Linked DNA regions of Gossypium hirsutum: region 1 is linked to region 2. Evidence: chromatin contacts called from public Hi-C data. All regions are on one chromosome and are shown on one strand. The core of a region is the stretch at or near the end of the contact, and the rest is flanking DNA. Distances in the headings are between cores, read along the strand shown.

Region 1 (3,349 bases), core at 812-3,311, 58 kb after region 2:
TGAGAAGCTGTTTACCGTGCTGCAGGCTGAAGGAGGCACAGCAAAATATTCCTTTATATATACTCTTGGTACTCGAAAAGGATATTTAGTGGAAACTGTCCTATTGCAACATGTATGATCATCTAATGAAGTAAAAAGGCATGCATTAACAAAGAGAATAAACCAAAATGAGAAATCATAAAACTAAAGCAAGTTTTAAAGGCCTGATAAATTTACCATTTGCTACCAAGGAAACATCATTATTCCATGGAGCAGAGATCTTGGAACAGCGGGGTCTTTTGAAGGGAGAAACAAAACTTGATCTTCCAATTCTCCTCTTTTCATTCATAACCTGTTTGTTATTTGTTTGAGATGTAGCAATGTTATTTGAAATATCAGCCAATGGCCCACCAAATGACCTTCTAGGCAAATTAGTCTGTGAACCAGAACCGCTAGGCAAAGAATTGTTAGTTGCAAAATTTTTCTCAGAAAGCCTATTGATTGAATTCAAAGCATTCTGTGGAGAAGGCATATTAATGGCCGATGCACATGCACTAGAACTTTCAACTGCATCAAATTTTTCAATCAAATTACTCCCAAACCTTAAATTTTCTGAATTGAATATGGACCTTGTTTGCTTGAAAGATGATTTCAGTGGGGATGTGAAATCCTTGGATGTGTCTTTACTTACAGGAAATGAAGTAAAGAAACAGTTTTCCTTGTTTAATGAAGCATCATTAAAATTTTCCTCCTTGTAAACTGTAAATGGTGGAACCTCTTGATCCATTTCACCGAAGATATTTCCTAGCTCTGGGTCACCAAGAAGACTCCTTGCACGCTTCAATGCATCACTTGAAACTGACAATGATCTTCCACCTGCAGTATGAAACTTGATTGGAGGTGGCTTGGGAGCTGAATCAAACATTTTGGAATGCATTGGAGTTGAGTCATTTTCACTGCCTAGTTCACCTCCTACTAAACCATTCCTAGAGTTTAACATGTGCCTTGGTTCTGATGTAACATCCATAACCCCATAATTTTGCAAATCTTCTTTCTTCCCTGAATGAGAAAACCTTTGGCAGTCATAAGGTTCATTAGTTGCAGGTAACCTCCTTGGATGTTGAAAACCTTCAAAATTGTGATTCTCATTATCGTGTTCAAGTCCCAACAATGTCTTAGCTCTGACCAGACCAGCTGAAGATATGTTAACCATTTTCCCAGAGCCTGTTTGAAAAAGAGAGCTACCGCAGCCATTGTTCGCTGGAATCAGCTTGCCTGTGTGGCAGATAAGTTCAAAAAAAAAAAAAAAGAGCTTGGTCCAGCAATTTTACAATCATCTCAGTGAATATATTAAATGGTTCTAGTAACCAATGCTCCTTGGTTCCTAAAAATAGAAAAACCATTCCGAACATAAATTCAATTCCTACATTTTCCCCGTTTTAATTTCAGCTTCAAATTATCCAAATGACATAAGTTTCTTCTCTAAATTGCAGAATATAGTTATCAAACAAAAAAAATGAAAGTAAAAGAGAGAAGCTTTACTTGAAGTAACAGTAGAGGCAGCGTCGTCGTTGGCGAGGATAGATAATGCTTTTGCAATTGAAGATTCTTTCAACGCCACCGATTTCCCCAATCCGGTTCTGAACATCGGATATTTCTCGAATTCTCCATCTCCATTCTCAATAAGCTTCGAACATCCTGCGTTGGATCTAAGGAATTTGAGAGCACGATAATCAAATACAGACGCGAAATGATTGAGAGACTATTTACCTTGAAGCAGGAGATCGGCCATGGATGGGAGTGGAGGAACCGGAGCTCCGTTCGGGTCATCGGCAGGCTTAGTCGGTAGGATAGGAGGGGAAGCCTCCCAGCGAAAACTTGTTCCGGCATGAGAAAAAATCTGCCACGTAGACATTTTTGAGGATTTTGGCTAGGGTTTGTGTTTGATGTTTTCTTATGCTATATGCTTCATTGAGTTTCGAGTATTGTAACAAATTGAAATTTTTTTGATAAGGCGGGAAACGTAAAATATTACGGGGGAGATGAGATGATAAATTGGATTTGGAGGGTAGCATTTTCAGGTTCGTTGGGCTTAAGCTAAGCTGGATGCAATTTTGTTGGGTTTTTTTTATGATTTTTTTAAATAATTTTTCAAAATTAGATTGGTAGTTAAATCAATTAGGTTATCGGTTCAATCATTTCATCTGATTCGATTGAATAAATCATTAAAAGTACTAAAAAATAAACAAAGTCTAGATTTATTGTTTGAATCAATTAATCTAATGCCTTTTTTTAAACCGATATCTTGATTGATCTAGTCAAACAATCATGAGTTTTATTTCAGTTTTCGTTTTTTCATGCTAATTGTGGATTTGTTTTCATTTTCTTTATGTCAAAATTGGAATTTTTAACTTATTTTGAAGAACTCAAATTTTTTATATATAACTTTTAGATATTATTTGATAAAATTTAAAGTGTTTTTTCTTAAATTTTTAAAATATTTAAATTTTAAGTAAATAAAAAATAATTAATAATTTTTATGTAATAATTTTTAAAAATATAAAATTTTTTAAAATTATTTTTGTATTATAAAAATATTAATTATAAATTAATAAAAAATAAAACTCAATGTGATTCAAATAATTGTGATCTCTTGATTTATATTTTAACAATTATCTAAACACTTCGGATGGAATCAATTTTCAATTCCTTAATTTTATTGCTCAAACCTTTTTCTTTTTCTTTTTTTTAACAGTAAAACAATATCAATTACAAACTATAAGTAGAATTCGGATTGAAAAACCGAACACATCTATCAAAGCAAATCTGGTCATCAACCGAAGGAGAAGCCACATGAAAGATTCGATCGCCAAAAGGATAATCTTTCATCAAATTAGCCAAGATATTAGCAGCATAATTCACGTTTCTAGGTACTTGTTTTATGAGCACTCTCCACCTATACAATTCTTGGATACACAAAATCAAATCTCTATTTGAATGTCCTCTATGATATCCATGGATACCTTTGATAGCCAAGGCACGGACTATTTCAATAATAATGTTCATCCATTTAGCCTCCCAAACTAATTCGAGGCTGTCATAGATGGCCCAAAGTTCATCTCAAAGTACACTGCATCTTCCAATATTTCTTCCTAATTCCTCTCATTCCGTGCTACTACTGCCGAACAAGCAAGCCCCAAATTCGGATTACGGGCACTATCTGTGTTTAGTTTAAAGAAACCCATAGGCGGAGGAGCCCATATCTGATCCCTACTTCAATTCACCCTATTCCTCTTATAGGAGCCTGTCCCTGCTTGATGGACTTTGCCCACCCCTACGAAGAGTTGATCACACTAAATATGTTAAAATG
Region 2 (3,527 bases), core at 146-2,645:
GCGGTGATGATTTATTGTTAGTGTCAACGAGCGATAACTCTGAACTTAGGTTCGAGTGGATCCTAGATTCGGGATGTTCTTTCCACATGTGTCCCAACAGAGAATGGTTCTCCACATACAATTCAGTTGAAGGTGGAGTTGTGCGCATGTGAAACAATTCATCTAGTATGGTAATCGGTATTGGTACTGTTAAAATTAGGATGTATGATGGGATGATTAGGACACTTATACCTGATTTACGAAAGAATCTCATCTCATTGAGTATTTTAGACTCGAAAGGTTGCAGAATCAATATTGAGCCAAACGACATTAAGGTGTCTCGTGAGGCTCTCGTTTTGTTAAAAGGTAAAAGGATCGACAGTCTTTATATTCTGGAAGGTTCTACAGTGACCAATGAAACCAAACATCCTTCGTTCTTAACAAAGTTGAACTCAACTCGTTTGGAGTAGAGACAACTTAGTCATAGGAGAGAAAAAATATGACCGTTTCGTTGAAGAGAGGTTCTCTTTTAGATGCAGGTTTTGAAAAGTTAGGGTACTGTGTTCATATAAATCAAACTTGGGTTAGTTTTGATTTGGCACTAAGCTTCTAAGCACAGATTCGACTACGTTAATTCCCTACATAGTTCAAGATAGGCCCGTGGCGGGCTTTGGCAAAGATGACGTTGTGGAAATACGAGTTAAGGTGGAGATTTGTTGAGTATGACTCATATTTCACTCAAATTTGAGAGATAATCTCCCAGTTAAACTCTATTTATTTGTTTCAGTCGAACTTTAATTAGTTTAGATTATTTTATTATTATTTGACCTACAAATTTAGCCTATAAATAGACTCTTTTACAATCTTAGAAAATACATCCATTAAAGATTAGAACTCATAACACTTTTGGAGAATTTTTGTGTTTACATTTTGAGGGTTCTTTGTTTTCGGGTTTCGGGGTTTAGTTTTTAGCTCTATTTTTTGTATTATTAGTTCTTTTGCCTTTATAGTAAAATTATATTTGCATGTGGTTTTTTATTCTCTTTGGAGGGTTTTTCCACGTTAATTTTGTGTGTTCAATTTCTCAATTTTTTTCAATATTTTTTTACTTGTTTGTTACTTAATGGGGTCGATCCCCAACATAAATAAAGATTGTAAGAGTATGAATTAGAATTTGGTACACTAACAATGTATTTTTTATGTGTTTTTTTATTTAAATATTTTACCATACCCTTATAAGATATTTGTCAATCCCCTGACATTTTTGGAGTCTAAAAACTCTAATGACAATGTACAAAATATTTTCCTGGGATATAAATTTGTGGGTTTTTTTTTTTGAAGATTTATTCCAAGAACAAACATAATTCATTTCTTTGGCCCAAAGCTATCACGGTACATATGGGTTCAAAGGCAGCAATACAAAACAACGATGGCCGAAGGCTTAGCATGGAACAACTAGGCCCAAAGGCTAAAAACTCGCACTATGCTTGGCAGATAAATTACTCTTCCTAAGAAGAAAATATTTGATTAGAAGTTCCTGGTTAGCTAGTATTTTGTATGACAAAGTTAACAAATAGAAACCCATTGATTTCTATCCTTCTACAGAAATTCATAAGCCAGTGGATGCTACAATGATCGCGAAAAATTTTAGAATGGGAAGTAACTTATCCAATTTGGAACTCTTCCCTTATCCCGTAAGCAACAGTGTGCCTCCATTTTTGGTAGTGGTTCTACCCACATTCAGCTTATCTCAATTCCAATAATGGAACAGGAGAAAGCTGTTTAACTTGAGGGAGGTTGGAGATTTGTCAGCACAACTAGCAGGCTCTGCTCAAAATTTTATTGGAATCATTTGCTTCCTCGACTTGCTCTGTCTGCTTATTTCTATCATATTTCGACCGATATTATTGAAAACCATGAATAGTTCGTTTAATGTTATACCAATTCAGGCTGATAGGTTGAAGAGAATCGACACATTTACATATAACAATTAGTAGAAAATTAAGCTCCAAGACATAGCTTTCAGCCTTCAATTATTGCAATGGCCAAGAATCGACGCACTATTAAAGTGACACACCAAAGACTGTCTTGCCTAATTTACCATCCTAAGAGAAAAGGGAATTAGCGGATCCCCATGCTTCCTTGAGTCACAAGTCAACCTCCAAAAACAATATGTAATCTTAAGTATTTTCTCTATTTTTATTATTTTCTTCTTCTAGCCGTTACTCTACTTTAGTCCTTATGGTTAATGTGTTTGGTTGAGTAAAAAAGTTGAAGGATGAGAGGAGTGAGTGAAAAAGTAGAAGAAAATAAATTTTAAGTGTGATTGATTGAGAAAAAAAATAAGAGGAAAGAAAATAAGAGGATACCATTTTCCATCTTAATGTATAAAAATTAATCTTTCCAAATTGGAAAGTGAGAAAATGAGAGATTTGTATGTTAGTTCCAAATTTAACAATTTTCAAATGTTTTATTTCTTTGGAAGTGGATGCAAAGAAAATTTTCTTTTCCTCCGACCAAACATGTACACTTGTGGAGAGAAAAAAAAATTGTTTTTCATCATTTGAATATTTTAGCCCTTCAATTTTCCATCTTTCCAATTTTCTAATACCTTGTGACTAGGGGTGAATAAAACTCAATTTGATTAGAAAAAATCGAAAAAGAATTCGAATTTCAAGTTATTCGAGTTCGAGTCGAGTTGAATTTTACTATTCAAATAATTCAAATAACAAATTAGTGTAAATACCTTTTTGGTTTCTATCAATTTTGAAAATAAACAAATTGATCTCTTTCTTAACAAAAATTAAAAATAATTTTCAAAAATTCAAAATGATTTTTAAAATTAAAAATATTTATAAAATTTACAAAATTCATATTTTTTAAGAAATTTTAAAAAAATCCAAAGAATATATAAATAAAGTTAAAAATTTAAAAATTTTCTAAAATATTAATTTTGAGACCTAAATAAATATTCTTATTTTTCATAGAGATTTCTCTGGTCAACAGTAGAATAAGATCCAGTTTGTATCATATATAAGGGATTCCTCTACTTGGACTGAAGAAGTAATGTCATTCTATCATTATCAAATTGACCGCAATCTTTTTCTGTTTGTGAAGATCCCACCAGAGCGCCTTCTACTTCTAATAGGTCATGAACTATATCGGAATCATTCTCAATAAACCCATAAGAAGTGATCCCATTTTTTTCATCGGGTCCAGACAAAGACCAAAGGTCTTGAGCAACAAATCCGATAGAATAACTTAAGTATCTTATTTCAAATTTATATTCTTTAACATAAAATACTTTCTTAATACAGGGAAGTTGACACTAAAATTGCGAATGACAATTTTGTGGAGACTCTACTTGCCTGATGATTAACATTAAACAACTACCTGATAATTGGAAAGAGTGCCATCCAGATTGTATTAAATAATGACACCTCCCTGATTCGTTGAACCAGCTGCTCTGCAACGTTGACAAACCCCATTACGCTACTGTTATGAAGATGATAAAACGAATTTCATGGACCATGATTTTAACCTTTTCC

Evidence for each region. A called contact is a pair of places that touch in the nucleus more often than the background predicts.
Region 1: a contact with region 2 is called in a Hi-C map of leaf, with 1.7 times the contacts expected there. The contact joins the promoter of LOC107899592 here to the enhancer-like site in region 2. A contact is called at or near these places in 5 of 34 Hi-C or Micro-C datasets (leaf and petal).

Annotation. Positions count from the first base shown.
Region 1 is chrD04:49,326,491-49,329,839 of Gossypium_hirsutum_v2.1, forward strand. LOC107899592 (protein BREAST CANCER SUSCEPTIBILITY 2 homolog B) reads right to left here and starts at 2,062. Exons shown (of 20, transcript XM_016825348.2): 1 at 1,750-2,062; 2 at 1,522-1,677; 3 at 217-1,254; 4 at 16-122. The coding sequence starts at 1,894.
Region 2 is chrD04:49,268,961-49,272,487 of Gossypium_hirsutum_v2.1, forward strand. No RefSeq gene overlaps it. Among protein-coding and RNA genes, the nearest start is that of LOC107899589, 25 kb to the left of the region's middle. Within about 2 kb of position 1,396, at least 1 of the 9 cell types and tissues checked has an H3K27ac peak or open chromatin away from gene starts, as enhancers often do. A contact at or near this core is called in leaf, where this site is marked.